Linked DNA regions of Sus scrofa: all the other regions are linked to region 2. Evidence: chromatin contacts called from public Hi-C and promoter capture Hi-C data. All regions are on one chromosome and are shown on one strand. Each heading gives the region's core, a stretch centred on a gene start, on an enhancer-like site or on the middle of the called end of the contact. The rest is flanking DNA. Distances are from core to core; before and after follow the strand shown. Region 1 holds the start of ESCO2 (N-acetyltransferase ESCO2). Region 2 holds the start of CLU (clusterin). Region 3 overlaps PTK2B (protein-tyrosine kinase 2-beta). Region 4 holds the start of EPHX2 (epoxide hydrolase 2).

The links. Promoter capture Hi-C pulls out the DNA fragments that hold promoters and counts their contacts. Hi-C and Micro-C count contacts between places; a contact is called where the count stands out from the background.
Region 1: a contact with region 2 is called in a promoter capture Hi-C map of liver, with 4 times the contacts expected there. The contact joins the promoter of ESCO2 here to the promoter of CLU in region 2. A contact is called at or near these places in 1 of 5 promoter capture datasets (liver), 2 of 47 Hi-C or Micro-C datasets (alveolar macrophages and embryonic fibroblasts) and 1 of 2 datasets of contacts at active chromatin or transcription factors (skeletal muscle).
Region 3: a Hi-C map of liver shows a contact between it and region 2, with 7 times the contacts expected there. The contact joins the enhancer-like site here to the promoter of CLU in region 2. A contact is called at or near these places in 3 of 5 promoter capture datasets (fetal liver, fetal skeletal muscle and liver), 14 of 47 Hi-C or Micro-C datasets (embryonic fibroblasts, epiblast stem cells, fetal heart ventricle and 9 more) and 1 of 2 datasets of contacts at active chromatin or transcription factors (skeletal muscle).
Region 4: a contact with region 2 is called in a Hi-C map of liver, with 4 times the contacts expected there. The contact joins the promoter of EPHX2 here to the promoter of CLU in region 2. A contact is called at or near these places in 2 of 5 promoter capture datasets (fetal liver and liver), 7 of 47 Hi-C or Micro-C datasets (embryonic fibroblasts, fetal heart ventricle, fetal skeletal muscle and 4 more) and 1 of 2 datasets of contacts at active chromatin or transcription factors (skeletal muscle).

What each region holds. Positions count from the first base shown.
Region 1 is chr14:11,493,447-11,496,823 of Sscrofa11.1, forward strand. ESCO2 (N-acetyltransferase ESCO2) reads left to right here and starts at 1,851. Exons shown (of 12, transcript XM_021074432.1): 1 at 1,851-3,266. CCDC25 (coiled-coil domain containing 25) reads right to left here and starts at 1,618. Exons shown (of 9, transcript NM_001243572.1): 1 at 1,526-1,618. The coding sequence starts at 1,553.
Region 2 is chr14:11,347,456-11,350,525 of Sscrofa11.1, forward strand. It overlaps CLU (clusterin), which reads right to left and starts at 1,537. Exons shown (of 8, transcript NM_213971.1): 1 at 1,426-1,537. The coding sequence starts at 1,522.
Region 3 is chr14:11,193,141-11,196,228 of Sscrofa11.1, forward strand. It overlaps PTK2B (protein-tyrosine kinase 2-beta), which reads left to right. Exons shown (of 31, transcript XM_001925998.6): 31 at 14-1,055. The coding sequence ends at 229. CHRNA2 (neuronal acetylcholine receptor subunit alpha-2) reads right to left here. Exons shown (of 6, transcript XM_021073187.1): 6 at 592-2,954. The coding sequence ends at 2,829. Among named protein-coding and RNA genes, the nearest start is that of CHRNA2, 9.6 kb to the right of the region's middle. Within about 2 kb of position 1,766, at least 2 of the 83 cell types and tissues checked have an H3K27ac peak or open chromatin away from gene starts, as enhancers often do. A contact at or near this core is called in fetal liver and liver, where this site is marked.
Region 4 is chr14:11,215,393-11,218,430 of Sscrofa11.1, forward strand. EPHX2 (epoxide hydrolase 2) reads left to right here and starts at 1,733. Exons shown (of 19, transcript NM_001001641.1): 1 at 1,733-1,833. The coding sequence starts at 1,733.

The DNA of each region.
Region 1 (3,377 bases), core at 601-3,100, 150 kb after region 2:
TGCCAAAGCACTCACTTCTACTAAGGCCACCTGTGTGTATATGACTACTGCTCAAAGAATTTAAAGTCGCTTTAAGGCGAATACAGCTAGCATTAAAAAACATTTAGTACCAATGTGTCCTGCCTATATATTCCATTCTTGGACCTGGATAAGCATATTGTTGGGCACTCTCATGAATGGAAAAAATAAAAAGAGATTCTGGAGTTATCATATGGCAGAGGGAACAGAAGAGAAGAGAGGGAGAATGAAAATGCTATTGTGGAGGAGTCTATAACAATTTTTCAGGCTAGTGTGAATTCTGTTTCTAGTAATTTTAATAATGTGGGGAAGACAAACTAAACCTACAGAGGCAGAGAAATAACTTACAGCATACTGTGGAAGCCTACACTACTGAGAAAAATAAGGCATGACAGTGTGATAGATTAGGAGGGGCTGGGTAGGAGGGGGAGGGGTCTGTGAGTTAAACCTCTGGGCTTCAGTGTCCTTATCTCTAAAGAGCAAACACCATGGAGCTAGTTTCACTTAAATCTCACCTTTAACTAGGCAAAGAGAGTAGCGATAAATAGGGAATGTGCTAGAAATCTAAAAATATCATTCATTTATTCAACGAGTATTTATTGAGTAACTATTACAAGCCAGGCACTATGCTAGAGAAACAAGGAGCTTCTGTCTCTGCCCTCAAGGGACTTAAACTCTAGCTCAAGCAAAGAACATTATAATACTATATGGTAAGTGCAATCCAAAGGTATACACGGATGTTAAGGCGGGTACCTGAGGAGGAATACCTAAGAAATCTTGGGGTGGAAACAAGGAGGGAAAGGCATTTGGAAAAGATAGGCCAGGACGGTCTCAGGGGAAAAGCAGTTAAGTGGAAGCTGATTCTACGAAAAGAGAAAAACAAAAGCAGAGAAATGAAGACATAGCATTTCCTGGGAACTAAACACACCCTTTCCTTGCCTGTCAAATACGAATCAGAAACATTACCATATGTCACTTTTCAAGTCCCGGGACAACAATTCTGCCCAGTGAGTGGCTGCCTCGCCATTCCGAGGTCTTCTTATGGCTCTTTGTAGCATCCAGGCCCTACAACCCTTTCCTAGAAGGGTAAGGCACACTTCCTGTAAAGCAGAGTTGTTGACAGGAGTATCTTTCCTTTCTCTAAGTGGGTAATTACCAAGCAGCAAGAAGACTGACGGTTACGTAGGTGGATGGGGAAGGGGAGTTTGGGGACGGGGGTGCGAAGAAGTCCACAAACTCTGCCTAATACCAGGTAGCGAACGGTCTTTCCGATAGAGGGAAAAGAACGACTCACGGAGGCAAAGCCAGTAGGGGGCATGGTCCCTCTACGTCCCCCAGGCCCTGACAAGGGGGCACACTGAGAAGACTAGGGAAACAGTGAGGGCGCGGGAAGGGGTATCCGCTGCCGAGGAGGCGCTTAAGGACCAGGCTCAGCCGCGGCCTGGGGATCTCGGCTTCGGAGGCTGGAGGTTGAGCAGGGACCCGGGAGGTCGCGGCGCCCACTCACCGCTGCTGCTGGTGAAGTAGAACACCATGATCCCGGCGACAGCACGGCGACTCCAGCGCAAACTAGCAATTCTCAACTCTGGAAGCTCAGAATACCGGAAGCGTGGAGGCCCCGTTCACCGGAACTCTTCCTTGCACTTCCGGCGGATGTCTAGTCGCGTCATAACGCCTGCCGCCGGCACCATCTTCAATCTGGTGGGGAGGAGGTGTTGGCTCGCTTTGGGAGCTCGGTTTACTCGGGAGTTGAGGGAAAGAGGGTGGAGCCAGCACAGTTGATGGTTGGATGACATTGCGGGAAAACTCCGTCTTCCGAAAAAAACAAGCCATTGTTTTCAGAACATCTTCCCGTGGGTGGTCAAGTCTTGAAGTTCATCTATTGGTTTGAACTACCTCTTCTTACCCGCAGAAGGACTTCCTGAGAGCAGAAACTCGACTTCACAGCTAGGTGTTCACTGAGCCAACCACGGTACTTGGTACTTAATAGCGGCTCATTAAATTTTGAAGGAACCCAAATTCCTTCGCTGTTCTCATTCTAGCTCCACCACCTGGGCACATTTGGTGTTGCACTTACCTTAGCTGCATAGTGAAAATAGAGCAGCTAATTCATAGGTTTTTTTACCCCCTAGGGTTTAGTAAATTAATAGACTTAAAGAGTTTAAAACAGAGCACTCTACCAGAGTTGTTAGTGATATTCTTTAGAGGTAAAATGCTTCTCTTTCTCTGAGTTTGGACTTGGACTGTTCTGCTTTAAATCTAAGAGCTGCCCCTATTACCTATGAGAGGGCAAATTCCAAACCTCTAAACCTCAGAGATCTTCCTGGCTGTAGAGTGGGAATGCTCCGACTCAAGGAAAGCTCCCACAGCATTTAGCTTTGACCTGATTATTTCTCTTAATTTCCTTCTGACCACTGCATTCTATGAAGTTAAGCTCATCACTTAACTGAATTTATTTAGAACTAAAAAATGTGCCAGAGACTCTGCCGGGAGCTGGTACAGAGATAACAGCAGTAGCTAATGAGTGCCTCAGAAACCTGTGGGCTTTCCAAAGCAAAAACATAGTTCTGTCCTGAAAATAGTAATTGTTTTCAGGCTCTCAGTTTTAGTCTCCATAAAATGGGGGTGATAATACCTATCTCATAGACTATGGAGAGCTGTAAATGAAATAAAACACGTAATACATGTAAGAATACCTAGCACATAGGTGTTATGTGCCATGATTTTTTTTTTTTCATTTAACTTGAAAAATCAAAAAATGAGCTAGAAATCTAACGTGTTTCTGGTTAAAAAAAAAAAAGGTTAGAGTAACAATAAGGTTTCAGATGTGAAAAATAATTGTCTCGAGAATCTGAGGCTACTTTACAAAAGCTTCTTACACCAGGTGACCCTAGAATGTGCCTCAAGTCGGAGAAGGTGCCTTTATTGTGTTGAAAACTGCAATTCCCAGAATGCACCGATACAACGCCTCGGGAGTGGAGCCTTGCCCCGCCGCAAGGGATTGTGGAAGACGTGGTTTCCGTGAGTACAGAGCGCCTTGCCTCAAGGGCGGGAGAATCTTAGAGACCGCCTCCAGAGTGGGCGGGGCAAGCGCTAGCGCGCAACCAATCACTGAACCAGCTCCTGGACGCGCTAGGCAGCGGCGAATCGGAACGCAGCGGCTTCCGCCTCCACTGGCGCGCGAGAATTTGAATACAGTGGGGGGACGTCGGGCTCTGCTGAGGAGAGGTCGCGGGTCTGAGGCTCAGGTGAGTGCAGCTAGGGGCCGAGGGTGAAAGACCCAGGAAACTGGGGGGTTCTGTGGAACGTGGGTGTGAATGTCAAGGAAAAAGAGCTTGAAGTAGGGGCTTGGTGCTTTC
Region 2 (3,070 bases), core at 287-2,786:
GCTGCCAAGCCTAGGAGCCCCTGACAGGCAGCCTTCGGGCCCAGCCTCTGCCAACCCAAGTTCCATCACAGGGCTCACTGCAGACCCAGGACCGAGGAGCATCCATTACACCCCACCCTGCTCAGAAACACCAACCATCAGAGAGACACACCCCAGAGGAGAGACAACCCAGGCCACCTCCAGGGCTCTGGAGAAGCAGCCTAATTGGCTGCCGAAGAAAATTTTCAAGGGTAACTGCTTAAGCATGAAAATGTAAATATTATTACTTTGGATACAAGTCTTTCTGGACTTGAGTTTAAGCACGCATGTGTTCTTCTTTGTTCCAATGCATGGTGTCAGGAGACGGGGACAGGAAGCACTGTGGATTAACAACACCATTCCTCGAGGGGACTGTGATCAGACACAGCAGGGTGACAAATGCAATGAGACAGTGTCAATGAACTTCCGAAAATAACAGCCAATACGTTTCTGATCTTGAGCCAGGAGCTGAGCTGAACGCTTCTCTCTCTCTCTCTCTTTTTTTTTTTTTTGCGCCACACCCACAGCATATGAAAGTTCCCAGGCTAGGGGGCAAATTGGAGCTGTAGCTGCCGGCCTATGCCACAGCCACAGCAATGCCAGATCTGAGCTGTGTCTGTGGCTTACACCACATCTCATGGCAATGCCAGATCCTTAACACACAGCAAAGCCAGGGATCAAACCCTCGTCTTCATGCATACTGGTCGGATTCGTTACCACTGAGCCATGACAGGAACTCCAAAGCTGAACACTTCTTATGCATTTTATTTAACATGCCCATCTGTCCTCACCCCACAGCACCAATGAGGATAAAGAGATCAAGACACTCACCCAAGATCAGACAGCTGGGGAGGGTGGAGCCAGACACCCACCCAGAACTGATCTCAGGGTTTTTAACTACTGCCCTGCAGTGGTCAGCTGCTAGGACAGAGTGGGGAGGAGGGAATTTAGGTTTCAGGAAAGGTCTGGCAGAAGAGGGGACCACCAGCGGGGCTCTGAAGGATGTCAAGCCTCTTAGGGAATGAGAGTTCCCCTCTCCTGAATCCAGGGCACTGGTTTCCTAGGTGGAAAGGGATGGATACAGGGAACAAGTGCCCCGGCAACTCAGAAACGGCAGGCCACAGAGGCGCCAAGGGTCCAGGCTTCATGGGGTTTCATGGAGGAGGTGTGGGTGCCAGGCTCGGAGGGAAACAGACCAGTGAGGTGCAGCAGCCAGAAAGGGCTTGAGAACAACCTGAAACTGCCTTGAAATCAAGCTGACAGCAAAGCCCAGGCTGGCGAGGGAGGCCTCAGCAAGGCTGGGGCAGAGCAGGTGCGACGGGATGCACAGGAGGGAGAAAGGTGCTCTCTAACCCTGGGACCCAGGACGGGGAGGGAGCATGTGAGGAGGCGCACAGGCTCACTTACCCTGGAGCTCTTTGTCCGAGATGGCCTTGTCCCCCAGCACCCAGGGGCCATTCTCCCAGGTCAGCAGCAGCCCCACCAAGAGCAGCAGAGTCTTCATCTCGCCTGCTTCTCCAGTTCTGGAATTCTAGCACGCCTCTGTTTGTAGAGAACAAGGGACTGTCATGGTAACAGCCAGGCAGCCTGGGGGGTTTCCGCTCTAGCCTGCTGCCTGCAGAGGCTTCGGCTTCCCAGGCGCCCAGCAGAGGCCTTGCCCTCGGCTACCCCCTCAGCTGGCACCACTGCCCTTTATCTGGGGAAGTGACAAGAAAGGCTCAGACTTGCCACGGACAAGTGGAAGGAGTAGATAGAGGCAGGAACCACAGGACAGCAGCCTAATATAAGAACTCCAGAGTCACAGCCACCAGGCTCAGGTCCAAGCTGCCCTCCCCCTGTCCCCCTCCTCCTTCTCCCCCTTTTCCTCGTTCTCCTCCCTTTACCCTTAATAGCTGACTAAGCCTGAGCAAGGCACAATACTGTCTGCATCCAGGCAGGGCATCTATCTGCTGATACCTGCTCACATCAAACAAACTCTGAAAACACCTCTCTTGGGTCACTCATCTGGCCTCTCCCGTCCTCCCCCTGCCAAAGTGGGGACTGCAGTCCAGAGTGCAGACAGTCCAGGCCGCTGCTGTGTGCATCACCCATCCTGCCCCAGCAGACATCACCAATCAATCACAGCAGTTCCTCCCCCCTACCCCCTGCCCGCCTCTAAGCCTCAACACCTCCTGAAACTGCTTTTTCAGGGTCTGAGGCAGTGAGGACCTCAGACCTCTGGGTTAGCACATTCTAAGCCCACAGCAGGGTGTCTGCCAAGGTCCTCCCACCACCACTCGGCCAGCTGCCCTGAGCTCTGGACCAGCTGGTCTTACACAATGGACCCTTTCCCAGAAGCTGAAGCTGTTGCAAAACAGAACCCCCGTGCCCTGCACCTCCTCCCCAGAACCGCTAATCTGAACTCGCCCACTTCCCTGAACAGAACGGGAAGGGGGTCTCTCCTTCCTGAGATGGTGCACATCCAGAAGCTGCTCTCAGCTTGGCAGGCCCCCCTGGACCCTCGGGAGCATATTCATAAAGCAAACCTCTCCTGAGACATCATTAGCAAAGCAGCCGAGCTGTGGTTCTCAAGCAGCGTGGGAGAAGAGGGCGGGGTCACCACCTTCCCCAGAGATGGTGAGTGGGTGGTGGAGCCAGGCGCTAATTCAGGTGTCTCGGCTCTGCCCCAGCTGCTCACTGAGGCCTGAAACGCCTGGAGCAGGGACAGAGCCTTTGTCACACCAGAGAGAGAAAGCCAGCAAGAAACACCCCTGATGTTGTGTGGAGGCCCCTGATGGCAATGATTTCTGAGAAATCCATACATAAGCCTCTGATACCAGAAGACAGGGCATTGGGTCCTGAGAGGAAGGGAGGCAGGGCAGCCAAAGGCAAGAGCCCTTCATGAGGAGTCTGGAAAGCAGTGGTCAGTGTAGGATCTCCTACCAGGACTGGGACCACGGGAGCCATAGAGCTCCGAGCTGGGAAAGAAACCAGTCTCCTGTCCAATCCCTCCCCCTTGGAGGGGAAGCCAAACCCACAGACAGGATGGGGCTTCCCAAAGCCTGCAGCAAGT
Region 3 (3,088 bases), core at 516-3,015, 150 kb before region 2:
GCACTTCCTACAGATCGAGGGGACGCAGAAACTGCTCAACAAGGACCTGGCGGAGCTCATCAATAAGATGAGACTGGCCCAGCAAAATGCCGTGACCTCCCTGAGCGAGGAGTGCAAACGTCAGATGCTCACGGCCTCCCACACGCTGGCCGTGGATGCCAAGAACCTGCTGGACGCCGTGGACCAGGCCAAGGTTCTGGCCAACCTGGCCCACCCACCGGCAGAGTGAAGAGGGTGGCGCCCCCCGCCTGCCGTGTCCCTCCCTGCCCCAGCCTCTGCCTTGCCTTCGGCCTCGTGGGTCCTCTGGGGGGCAGGCCGAGGGGAGTCCTTCTTTCCTTGCCATTTTGCACGACCCCTCTCCCCACCCCACCCCCAGACTGTGCTGCTCAGGCTGCAGCTGGACAGAGGGGACTCAAGACTGCAGACACCAGGGGGTGACCAGGAGGGCTCAGAGGGAGCCGGCTGCTGCCTGCAGCGCCAGCCACTCCCCAGCAGCCACTCCTCGCCTGGCCCGATGGGGGGCCACACCAGGGCCCCTAGAGCCCATGATGGTGTGCGAGGACCGGGCAGGCCAAGTTGGGAACCAAGCTACTCCTCTCCTTCCTCTTCTGCCCACGGAGGTCCCCTCACACCCCGTCACTGAGGGAGGGCCTGGAGGGGCTTTCTTTGGGGAGGTGTGACGAGGGATGGACCTGGCTTTCTTGTACAGTGTATATTGGAATTTATTTAATGTGAGTTTGGTCTGGACTGACAGCCGTGTGCCTACGAAGGGGGACCTGGGACAGTCCAGGAACAAGCCACTGGGAGCTGGCGCTCAGGAGGCTATGGTGCCCACAGCCGGGCCGGAGAAGGGGAGAGATGAGGCCCAAAGAGGACTTGGATGGGGTCCGTGTCCCTTTTCCTTCCCCCTCTGCCCCTTCCTTCTCTTTTCTTACTCCTCCTTTTCTCTCCCCCGTTCTCATCCACTCCCTCCCTCCCTCTCTTGTGTTTGTGCAGAACACTCTTTTACCTTCTTTCTATTTGACTTGGGAATGAATTAAAATTGTACCATTTGCTTTGTGGTTTGATGCTCTTGTTTGTTTGACCTTTGGGGAGGTGACGTTGACCTCTGGCCTCGGCCCCAGAAGGAATCGATTGTTACCTTGGGTGAGGATCAAAGGCCAACGCCAGGGCTCCATCCCGGGACACACGGTGATGCCAGGCGCTGGGGTCAGGTGCGTGCTCCAGCCTTCTGCCCCCACACCTGACCCAAGGGTGACTGTTCAGTGGGAACCCAGGTTGGCCCCTCCAAGGCCACATAGCAATGCCAATGGCACCCTTCCAGCTGCCATCCAAATAACTGGGGCTCCAGGGGGCTTGGGTGGTCCTGGAGGTGGGTGTCCCAGAGCTGAGGGGGCAGGGGCTTTGGCTTTATTTGATCTCTTTACTCACTTGCAAGCTGGATGGGAGATGTGATAACAGGAGCAGACAGCCCTGCACCAGGAGTTCAAGTCCGAGAAACCCGAGGGGTAGGAAAGAGGGGCTCATCCACAGAGCAGGGAGAGCCGTAAACCAGCATGGCCTGGGATGGGGGGCCTTGGAGAGAACCGAGGATGGAGGACTGGGCCTGATGTGGTGAGCCTGGGTCTGTCCCCTGGGAAAGCAAGTGGCAGTTTGGAAGGAGGGAACTCCAACAGCCGATGGGGAAGGAGATGCTTGCCCTGCCTGGCTGCCTGTGCCGGGTCCCCACACACCTGTCTGCTGCTGAGGTTCTGACCTGGGCTGGACGGGGCTGGGGTGTGGCTGAGGGCCAGGGACTGTGGATTCCACACTGCAGAGCAGGCTCACAGGGCCGGTCAGGAGACGTCAGGCCTTCGGGGAGGAAGGGAGGGCAGACTGGGAAGGGAAGGGTCCGGGAGCATCTGCGTCTGCACAGCATCTCGGGTCCAGAGCAATCCAGCTCTTCCCTCTCAGTCCCTCAGAAGAAAAGGCCTGGGTGCCTTAGGGGGAGGAAGTGAGCAGGCTGCGAACCTGAGTTGGGTCAAGAATGGCTGGAGACATCTTTCCAGTTTGTCCACGTGCATTTAAGGACAGATGGCGCCCTGGTCAATGGCCAATAAACAATGTTGAGCCACTTTGCAATGGGGAAGGGCTGGGGGGCTAAAGGTGAGAGGAAGTCTGGGCCCTCACAAGAGCTTCCAAGTGGGGGGGAGCATGGCCCAACCACCTGCATTTGCCCCCCACCAGTGGCATTTGCTCCCCCTTCTTCTCCCCTCCCTGCCCCAGGAGGCTTTGCCACTCTCCTGTGTCACCTGCAGGCTCAGACTCTGAGCTTCCTTCCTCACCTGGTTCAAGGACAACCCAGCCTGCCTTCCAACCTCCTCCCTCTGCTCCCCACACTCAAGCCCACCTCGGCCTGGCTGCTCTGCCTGACACTTCTGGCTCATTCCTGAATCCAAAAGGGTGTTCACAGCCCTTTTACCCCAGAAGCACCCTCTTCCCTCTCCCCACACACCCCTCCTTTGTCAGAGCCCCTTCACATGCCCCTCCCCACCTCCTGGGTCCCCCAGTTTGGCCCTCCCCTCCCTCAGCATCTGCGTCCCAGGAGCATCGTTGTGGCTTCATATTGTCACCATTGTGTCGGCAGCTTCTGTGGAGCAAGTTCCTTCTTGCCCAGCTCCTCAGCATCTGAGCTGGGCTCTGTGTCCCACAGATTATGTCAGTGACTCATTCCAAGACGCCTTCGACGGCGGGACTCTGGGAGAGGCACCTGCAGTGCAAAGGTGCACTCCAGCGGTGGCAGCAGTTAAAGACGGTCAGCCATGCCACCTCGGGGCCATGATGTGACATCAGATCATTCCAGCCAGGAACGGAGGAAGAAAGAGTCCAATGGTCCCCAGGAAGCAGACGAGGATAAAGAGCCAGAGGAATATCCTGTCGATGACCATGGCCACGTACCTCCAGTCTTCCTTCACCTGCAGGGGGAGATGGGCGCAGAGTGACTGAGGCCTTGGGAAAGGGGAAGTGTCCCACCCACGCACAGCCCCTGTAAGGATGACACTGGAGGCGGTGGGAAGCTAAGGTGGAGCAGGGGATGGGGGACAGGGAC
Region 4 (3,038 bases), core at 483-2,982, 130 kb before region 2:
GAGATGGGAATGCAGCTAGAATTCTGTTTCAGTCACAAGAAATTCAAGATCCCCATGAGATATTCAAGAGGAGGTGTTGATTAAGAAATTACATATGCAAGGATGGAAATGGAAGGAAAGTCTAAACTGGAGATTTAAATTTAGGAGATTTCATACTACATAAGTCACACTGCCACTTGCTTTCTATTTTTTAGACTCAGTTGGACTTTTGAGATTACCAATTTCTTGAGCAACCACTGTATTTATTCTCTTTATAAATCTTCAAACCCAGGGTGATCTAGTTTCTATCTCTAAAAACTCCACTGAATATGTTCTGAAATAGGTCACGCAGTGTCATCCAAGTCCAATATCAAACCGGGTTATTGCTGTTGTTTTTCAATGTTTCTACAGCATTTGGCGGTGTTACCTACTTCTTGCTTCTTAGGAGTGGATCTCAGAAAACACTAACAACTCTCAGGCACAATCCCAGAGGAGATTCTGAAGCCAAAAAGGCAAGTGTGGTCCTGGATCACAACACACCCCAAGGCAGACTCATTTCTCTTGTTGACCAGACTGAAGGTTGGTACATCAACAACTTCTTGATTTCAGTAAAGTCTCTGGTGATCTCTCACAACATTTTTCTAGGTAAATGGGGGGAAATATCTCGGGTAAATTCACAGATGATGCATTCAAGCCAGGCTCTCAGCAAGCTGGAACATCAAGCCAGGAGCATGTTTTCATTCTCAGAGCTGCACTACAAAGGCTCAGAGAGTCTAATAACATGCTCGAAAGCCCAGGTCAGACACTCCTAAGGAGGCGGAGGTTTAGGTTTTCTAGAAACACAAAGGAGCCAAGAATGTGGAATCTGTGATTTAAAACAAAGCTCAAACATTTTTAGGCAGCATTAATATAAGAAGAATGTACAAAGGGGTAATGGTGGTCAAATTTATTTCTTCTAAACCTCAGGAGACTGGAATGAATGTATGCTGGGTTGGCATACCATGCCTGGAGCATTATAGTTTATTCTAGAAGTATACTCCACCTTGACACCGAAGAGCCTGACTAGAGGCACATGGTCAGTATAGTGAGGGACTTGTAATTACATGTACTGGATCTAGAAAAGAAGGCCGATAAAGCTACTAATTTACTGGAGATGCAAAACAAAATGAATGTAGGGCATCCGAATACTGAATGAATAAACTTTTGGCAACACACACACACACACTTAAAGAGTCTGTGCCCCCTGGCTCTTTCTCAGGCCTGCCTTCTCCACGGGCCTACTCAGAATGCTGAAAGTCTGCCAAGTTCGCCTTAAGAGATCAGCCTGTCCCAGGGCCTGGGTCCAGCTTTCAAGCAGTCACAGCGGGAGCTCGGGGAGCTCGGGTACTTAGGACTTTCATTTTAGGCGACGGATGGGGATTCATCCAGAGACGAGATTCTAACCCTGGGTCCAAGAGCCAGGAGGTGATGGAGATGGAGCCTGGGCCGCCCTGGGTCTGGGGACACCAAGGGAACCCCCAGGAAAGCGTCCAGGGTGGGACCAGGGCAGGGGGCGGGGCGGAGGTGGGGCGTGGTCAAGTCCCAGACGGGGGCGTGGTGAAGGGCGGTGCTGGGGCCAGGACTGCGAGAGTGGCCGGGACAGGGGGCGGGATCGAGCTCGTCCTGGGCGGCCCCCTCTGCCCGCTGCTAGGGTCCGGAGCCACGACCTTTTTGCGACTCCTCCAAGCGCTTCGAGTCCGAGGCGGAGGCCGCCATGGCGCTGCGAGCGGCGGTGTTCGACCTGGACGGGGTCCTGGCACTGCCATCGATCACCACCTCCTGGGCCCGCGCCGAGGAGAAGCTGGCGCTGCCCAGGTAAGGGGACAGGCGCCACTGCCCGCGCTCCGAAGGCTGGCGGGTGGGACCCTGCGGCAGAGGCGCGACCTCTCGGAGAAGTCCTTTCAGGACTCCCAGCCCTGGTTTCCGATTACTGCAGGGCGGGAGCTCTGGGGAAAAGGTTAAAACAATTACCCTGCCCTAAAGTACCAGGGAGTGTAGGTAGATCCATTGTCTTTCTAAATGATGAGTAGTTCATCTCTCTAAGGACTCCAAAATTGCCCTCTATACTGAAAGCTTTTCCTAAAGTAAGAGAAATTACTCCCTGAGCTGTCTGCTGCCCACTTAATTCTCTGTAATGGAATGTGCCTTAAAGACCTGCGCTGAGGTTTCTAGAGGGAAAAGTCCTATGTGTTGCACATTATAAGGGCAAACCAGAAACGACCCCCCATCCTAAGCACTGGAAAATGGTAAACTAGGAAACATCACCAGTAAACTGGAGGTTCAGAATAAGGTTACAGTGACATCAGGAAATATCTGTTTTCGGAGTTCCGGTTGTGGCACAGCAGAAAGGAATCCGACTACTAACCATGAGATTGCTGGTTCGATCCCTGGCCTTGCTCAGTGGGTTAAAGGATCCGGTATTGCCATGAGCTGTGGTGTAGGTCGCAGATAGGCTTGGATCTGTGTTGCTGTGGCTGTGGTGTAGGCCAGCAGCTATAGTTCGATTAAAAAAAAATGTTTAATAAGTGCAAAGACCAAACTCACCAGAGTATAACACCATTTATACAAGATGGTTTCAACTATGGAAAAAAAAAAAAAACTTCGTGTTGAAAATACCTGAAGACATATGCCAAAATATCCCTGGGATTATTCATCCCAGATGGGATTGTGAATGCTTTCTTTTCTACTTTTTTGTATTTTCCAATTTGGAGGACTTATAAACATGCGTTGCTCCTACAGTCAGAAGGAAGGAGAGCATATTTATTTTAAAACTTAGCAAAGAAAGGCAGATCACACCAGGGACATCCAAGGAAGAGTAAATTCTAAACTACTGGCACGTACTGGCACTACGGGAGCAGGGTGGAAGCTTTGAGAGTTCTGCCCTATCCAAGGCATTCTAGAATTCTGTGATACAAAGACTAACAGGCTTTTTGAGCTGTTTTACTATATAAAATGATAAAAGACTGGTGTTCGCTAGCATGCCAGGTCAAAAGGGGCTCAGCAAAAGAAGCTAGAGCAGT